Regions from separate parts of the Mus musculus genome. Here region 1 is linked to region 2. A link is a contact called in public HiChIP or PLAC-seq data. All regions are on one chromosome and are shown on one strand. Each heading gives the region's core, a stretch centred on a gene start, on an enhancer-like site or on the middle of the called end of the contact. The rest is flanking DNA. Distances are from core to core; before and after follow the strand shown. Region 1 overlaps Eif4g3 (eukaryotic translation initiation factor 4 gamma, 3). Region 2 holds the start of Eif4g3 (eukaryotic translation initiation factor 4 gamma, 3).

Region 1 (3,289 bases), core at 401-2,900, 92 kb before region 2:
CTTCAAAAACAACACACAAAAACAAAACAAAACAAAACAAAAAAACCCTCTGGAACTATATAATTTATCAGAGCAAAAGCTGGCCCCCAATAATAATTTTAACTACAGAAAACAGAGGAAATACAGCATACAAAGCCACCTGGAGGTAACCCCCTCCCCCTCCTTTAGCAGTGAGAACATCGGAGTTAAGCAAGAAGCAAACCTCTGTCATGGCAGCCCCTGTGCCTTTATAACCCCAGAGGAAGCCGGATTGTGAGAGTGCGAGCCACTCTTCTCCACTTAGCACTTCATTCACCAACAAGAGGAACATCCAGTGTGTAACTCACCCTACTGTGCTACGCTGGACTGAAAATGTCCAGCAGTCCTGTGGACCACGCCACACCGCCCCAGGGTGGGAGCCCACTCAACACGCATTTCTGACAAGAAAGCCTACCTCAGAGGCTACAAGGTCATCAAGTATTTACAAGAGTGCTTTAATGATCTGGGCTTGCTCATAGCCTGTGAGAAAAGCCACCAAATCTGGTAAATTGGCTTTTCAGACGACAGAAGGTGGCAGTGAGGAGTGAGTCCTCTAGAATCTCTCCTCTTTACAGAAACTAAGGCTTTGAATTTTTCGTTGTTCATTTTTGAGAACAGAGCAGTTAGTTTCTCCACTATGGACGTCAAGTTTCAAGATTAGGCAAAACCATCCGGATGCCATGAAAGTAGAGGGTAGCAGGAGAGATCTCTGGTGATACATGTGAAGAAAACTGTCAGAGGGCCACTTCAAACACAGCGGCACGGGAAGCCCGTCTCATCGCCACTCTGCAGAAAGGCGCCATTTCCAAGGTTCTAACTTCAAGAGTCCAACTTCAGACAACCGCAAAGTTCCAGTCAAGAGACATGTCTTACAAAAGTGTACATAGATTAAGAAGAAAACCATAACTGCGTCAGTTTGAAGGCCCTGGAAGATCCCTGGACTGCTCTGCATTGGTCCCGAGGGCTGTAGGGCTGTCTTTTAGAGTCAGTCTGACCCTATGGATGGCTGTAAGCAACAGAACAAACTGTAGTCACTGCTGGCCCGTGTTAAAATAGAAACTTTTTCTTTTAACTTTTTTTAGAGATGGTGAGGTTGTACCTATGAAGGAAAGCAGCTAGTGAGCTGAGCAGACCCAGGGTTACTGCCACCCACCACGGCCTTCCCTGCTGTGCACAGTTGGTAACTGAGTATGGCCAATGGAACAGTTACAGATTACTACAAAAGCCAAATTGTTCCTATTCCAAATTAGACTGCAATAGCTTCACTGTTTTTCTCAGCCCATTTAAAGACAAACTGCAGTATGAAGAGCTCCATCAAGAGAAAGCAGCAGACGGGAAGCGAGTCAGCATTTTCAACAGGGAGAAGCAAGGGCCTCTGCATCCTCAATCTAACGCTGCGAGTGGGGAGCAACTAGAAATACAGACAGAAGGGACACTGGAGCGGGAAGGGGGACTTGAAGCCAGTAGGACTGAAAAAGCAGATGCTCGGAGAAAGGCTACCCTATGCATGGCCAATGGCCTGTTACAGCAGAAACAGAATGGAATTAGTTTGCCACTGTTGATTAAGCTGCAGGCCCCTCTGCGCAGTCCCACACCTCTCCTTGCCAGTTCCCGCAGCTGGAGGATGGAGGACAATGACATGGCAGCTTGGGATGGGAACAGAAAATGCAATCCCGCCAAGCTTCACACCCAAGTCTACCCTCCCGGCTCCAACACAAACAAAACAAAAGCTATTAGACCCAGAACAATAAGCAAGAGTAGCCGAGGCGCTGCTAGTCTTGCCCTTGCTTTGGGCATGGAATGGAATGTGCCATGTGTGGGTTTTAGTAATGTGGGTGGTAATGGTCACTACCAAAGAGATGAAAAAAACTGCAAACAGGATAGTAGCTGAGGAGTTTATGACCACAAGGGTGAAAATGGCTGATAACTACAGATAATTGTCCCCTTGATAATCAATTATAAACTGGAAAGGGTAGGCAAGAAGCCTCCCAATTCATCTTTTAGATTAGAATCTGAACGGGACGTTCCACTTCACACTTAAAACAGGGGGAATAAGGTAAAGCCCGATTATTCCTGTCTAATTCCCAATAGATGACCCACCCAATTTGTACAGGTTTTCCCACGGTGCCTGGCAGGAGCTAGCATGCCAGGCTGAACTTCCAGGCAAGAAGCAATCAATGCACTTCCGTTCATCAGCCAATATGTAGATGTGGTCAGAAATAATGTGTGCCGGAGGCACTGCCGCCTGCAAGAAGTACAGTTTGTTATATTGCTTACAATGTAGTATTTTATCCAGCCTCTTCCAGCCAAGGACCTGTAAACGGGGCTCTGTTCCAAAACCTTCCTCCTCTTCCGGGTGTCTGTGCAATGTATTGGCACTGTTCTGCCGGGCTGTCGAGAAAACTGGTTTAGAGATGCAGCTCTTCAGTCAGGTTTTGCGCCAAGCTCTAACCATGTCATTTCTCTCTGACTGTTTTTCCCCATCATTTAAATGGGGTAGGGGAGAGGGCCACAGAGTTCTCTACAGTAAGAGCTTACCATGACATCTATACTTAACAATTAGGATGGGGGAGGGGGCTATGTAAGTGGTTCTGCCGTGTTCTCAGGCCCTCTCTAAAAGCCAAGTGTCCACATTCCCAAACCACTCTTAGAACAAAACTTGCACCAGACATTGGGGGTTCACCGTTTCAGCAAAACAGGAGACAAGCAAACAGGCAACAATGTCTAAAGTCCCACAAATCTACAAATGGCTCCTCCGACAACTGCGGGGAACCAGGATCTAAGAACAGGATGCTGGAGAAGAAGGCACCGAGGGAAAGGAAGGCAGGAAGAGGTGAGAAAGACAGGCCACTCTGTGCAGCCTAGACTCTCCTAGCTCTTTAAGCAAGTCTCTGGAACATTTCAACAATTCAAACTTCATGCATGAAATCAAATGAGCAGGAGCTAATGCAATGACCTTCCTGTGCTACAAGCAAAAAAGCAGGGTCGGGTGCAAAAAGAAGATCCTGTATTCCAAGACTCCACAGAGCTCAAGTACAAGGAGGGACGTGAGGTGCGATGAGATGTTAGAGACACCTTCTGCCCAGAGCTACACATGCAGGGAAGGAGACGACGCTCAGGCTTGGAGAGCAGAAGCCACTGTGTACTGTGAGACAGGAGGATGGCCTGGAGCCCGTCTTAGACGTGTTGCAATCCACATGAGGGTGAGCAAGGATGACTGCACTCACATCTGTATGGCAATTCATTTACCACAGAAGAGATGAACACGCCT
Region 2 (3,349 bases), core at 586-3,085:
ATTTGTCCATTTTTCACAAGTCCAAGGATGGGGGGTGGGGGCGGGGGAGATGATGAAATGTTATTCTCAGATAGGTAACAACACCTCTGCTTGCCCATCGATGGTAACGCACACCTTTAATCCCAGCATTCAGGAGGCAGAGGCAGGCGGATCTCTTGAGTTCAAGGGCAGCTTGGTCTACAGAGCAAGTTCTAGGGCAGCCAGGGCTACACAGAGAAACCCAGTGGGGATCCAAAGGAGTATCACCTTCCTTTACTCCATAGGAGCTGTGAATTCGACGTTTTATTCTGACTTAAATACCAGGTACCAAGATTTTTCAATCAAAGCTGCCCCAACTTCTATACCATGAAATTAAGACACATTCAAAACTAAGACCCTTCCTTGGGAGCCCTGGTACCCTCCAGACACCACCCTACGGAGCAGCAAACTTACTAAAGCCCTTTAAAAAAGATATACAGCGTTAACACCAGTCTTAGAAGAAGTGAGACTTCTGGGGGTACTGGGTAATGTGAGTTAACTTCCTCTTCCTTTAGAAAGGTCAAAGACAGGGAAGCGCCCAGTGTAACATTTCCTCCTTAGCCGGCTCCACCACAAGCCACAACACAACTCTAATTGCTTAAAAAAATAAAATACGATAAAATAAAATAAAACAAAACACTAGCGGGGGGGGGTGCTTTTTGTACACTTGCAGTAAAGACTGAAGACCCAACTTACCTCAGGAATGAGCTGATTCGTTTCCAACAGAAAATTTAGCAATAAACTTTGCTATGAATCCTAAATAATAATTAGAGAGGCTACCGAGCCCCGCAGAAGGCAGGGCCTCCCAACAGTCAGAAAAGCCTTGCCCGCAGGGCTGGTCCTAGGCACCAGCAAATTCTGCCCAAGAAAGGGGAGGGAGCAGCCAAGGGCAGGGTTCCCCCCAGATCCACAAGAGCTGCAGAGGCACGGCCCGGTGGAGCTAGTAGTGTTCACGGTACCGCAGAGGGTCCCGGGGTCCCCAGCAATGCTGTCACCGGTGCACCCCAAAAGCTCGGGTCAAGCCGGGAGCAGAGCGGCTGCCCGTCCCTTTTCTGGCCGGGCTATGACGGCAGGCAAGGAGGTTCCCACCGAGGGTCGCTCTGGACCGCCGGAAGGTGAAAAGGATACTGTTGGGGCGCCGGGGTCTGGAGGGCCCTGATGTTCGGGTGAGGAGGGGCCGCCGCTGCCGCTACTGCCGCCGCCGCCGCCGCTGCCGCCGGATGAGGAGGCGGTACCGCCGCCGCCGCCGCCGCTCCGGTGCCGGGTCCGGTTCCTGCTGCAGCCGCTGAGCCTGATTTCAGAGCCGGTTTCTGCGGTAAACTCATGGCAAAGCGAAGCCACCAACCCCCCCAGAGCGGGACCGGGCGCGCCGGGGTGCAGGGGCCGGGGGCAGCGGAGGGGCGGGATGGGGGCAGACCCGGGGAGGCGGCGGGAGCGGGGGGCCGGGGGGAGGCTGGGAGGAGGAGGAGGAGGGGGCCGGGACCGGTCACACACGCCCTCCGCCGCCGCCGCCTCCGCCGCCGCCGCCGCGGGCAGCAGCAGCCGCCCCGCGGGCCAGCACCACCGGCTGCCGGTCTCCGTGACAACGCGACCCCGGGGAGGGGGGGGCCGGACCCGGCAGGGGCAGGAGGCGGAGAGACCGGACCTTTCACGGCAATATCCTCATGGGCCGGCGGCGGGGGGTCTCTGTCCCCCTCCCCGGGGGAAGCGGCGCCCTTCTCGGTAGCGGGGCTCGGGCGATGCGGACGGATTTTCTTCACTCAACGAGCAGAGCATCCAACATGGCGCTGCGGCCGCCTCCAGCAGTCCGGCAGGACGGCCGCTCGGAGCTTTTCGGCCCTTTTCGGAAGGACTCGGCAGACCGAGGGTGGCAAGCTCTCTCGGCTATTTCCGGAGACCGCGAGCGGCCGGGCTTCTTCGGGAGCGCTCGGGAGCGCCTTCGGCCGCTGTTCGGGAACGCCGCAGGAGCTGACACTCTTTCTCGGGAAAGATCGGTGATCCGGGACGGCTGAGGATCTCCGCGGCGCGGTGCGGAGCTGAGGGAGAGACCGAAGGGCACGTCTGTAGGGAGAGAGCTCAGCCTCGAAGAACAATAGTAACGGCACCCGAGGCCGCGGTCCGTCGAGACCTGCCAAGCAAGCGTCGAGAGGCGGCGGAGCGGAAAAACCGAGGCGCTGCGGAGGGAACCGCTAAGCCAGAGCACAAACCGACAGTTAGGAACCCGCCCGCCTCAAGGACTTATTAACATAACAGATGCCACTCGCCGGCCCTTGACGTCGCCAGCCATGGGCATTATGTCGACACGTCGTCCTCAGATGCCCAAAGTGCGAAATGGAACGAGGAGCCCCATTTTGCAGAGGAGGCCCCGGAGAAGAAAAGTGACTGCCCCAAGGTCGCCTGGCTGGGAAGGGATGGAGCGGATTCAGAAACGGGATCCCACCTTCTCTAGGATGAACCTTACCCTTCTAGGATGCAAAATGGCCTGCCTTGCCAGAAACTGACCCTAAGCTCTGTAGAGTGGATATCTTCCCACAGTCTTCCCCAAGACTGGAGGGGCCTTTGACTACAACCTGTAGTCGGCTGCCCATCTTCTTTTGCTTGGCTAACTCCTGTGGATAAGGTCTCCTCCCCCCACATCCATTCACACTTTGCACACCACACCTGCGCCCCTCAATAGAGGCATTGTCCCCAGGACACAGTAACATTGACAGAAAAGGAGTCGCAGACACCTCCGAACTGTGCAGATATGGAGTACTGCATTAGCTCATATAATCCCAAGAAATAGGTAAATACCTATTCTTACAAATGAAGACTCTGGGGTCCAAAGAAGTTTAGCTATCATCTACACTATTAAAAAAAAATTTTTTTTGAGGCAGCTCAAAGCTGACAGGAGACTTTGCCAAGGTCACATGACCAACGTGGACAGAGGTAAAATTAGTGTCCTGTGTCCTGTGTGCTTGAGTTGCAAACGTTAGGACCCAAGTGCAGACTCCAGAATTCACTCAGGAAAAGTCTGGTGTGCGAGAGGTGTATACAGTCCCAGCATTGAGGTGAAGACCAACAGTTCCCTGAGGCTCACTGGTCACAGCCCACTCCATCTGATGAGTTCCAGGCCAGTGAGAGACCCTGTCTCCAGAATAAAAGGTGACAGCACCAGAAGAAGACACCTGAGGTTGTCCCCTGGTCGCCATACACATGAACATACAAACAAGATTAGTGTCCTGACTCCTGCTACATTGGTGGGTTTCAGAGTTGGGGTGGTCGTTGGTTTCTCTGGGTTTGTTGGCTTGCTTGCTTCTTTTTGAGAGAGTCTTAAGTAGCTCAGGCTAGC

Evidence for each region. HiChIP or PLAC-seq counts read pairs in DNA pulled down with a chosen protein or histone mark.
Region 1: an H3K27ac HiChIP or PLAC-seq map of SST interneurons shows a contact between it and region 2, with 4 times the contacts expected there. The contact joins the enhancer-like site here to the promoter of Eif4g3 in region 2. A contact is called at or near these places in 6 of 484 Hi-C or Micro-C datasets (bone marrow-derived macrophages, embryonic fibroblasts, nephron progenitors and 1 more), 22 of 115 datasets of contacts at active chromatin or transcription factors (the HPC-7 cell line, PVALB interneurons, the SCID.adh cell line and 15 more) and 3 of 9 other capture datasets (adipose tissue, liver and pancreatic islet).

Annotation. Positions count from the first base shown.
Region 1 is chr4:138,083,377-138,086,665 of GRCm38.p6, reverse strand. The region is part of intron 4 of Eif4g3 (eukaryotic translation initiation factor 4 gamma, 3); the gene reads right to left. Among named protein-coding and RNA genes, the nearest start is that of 1700095J12Rik, 53 kb to the left of the region's middle. Within about 2 kb of position 1,650, at least 28 of the 459 cell types and tissues checked have an H3K27ac peak or open chromatin away from gene starts, as enhancers often do. A contact at or near this core is called in PVALB interneurons, SST interneurons and stem cell-derived neural progenitor cells, where this site is marked.
Region 2 is chr4:137,991,942-137,995,290 of GRCm38.p6, reverse strand. Eif4g3 (eukaryotic translation initiation factor 4 gamma, 3) reads right to left here and starts at 1,835. Exons shown (of 35, transcript NM_172703.3): 1 at 1,664-1,835; 2 at 1,147-1,309.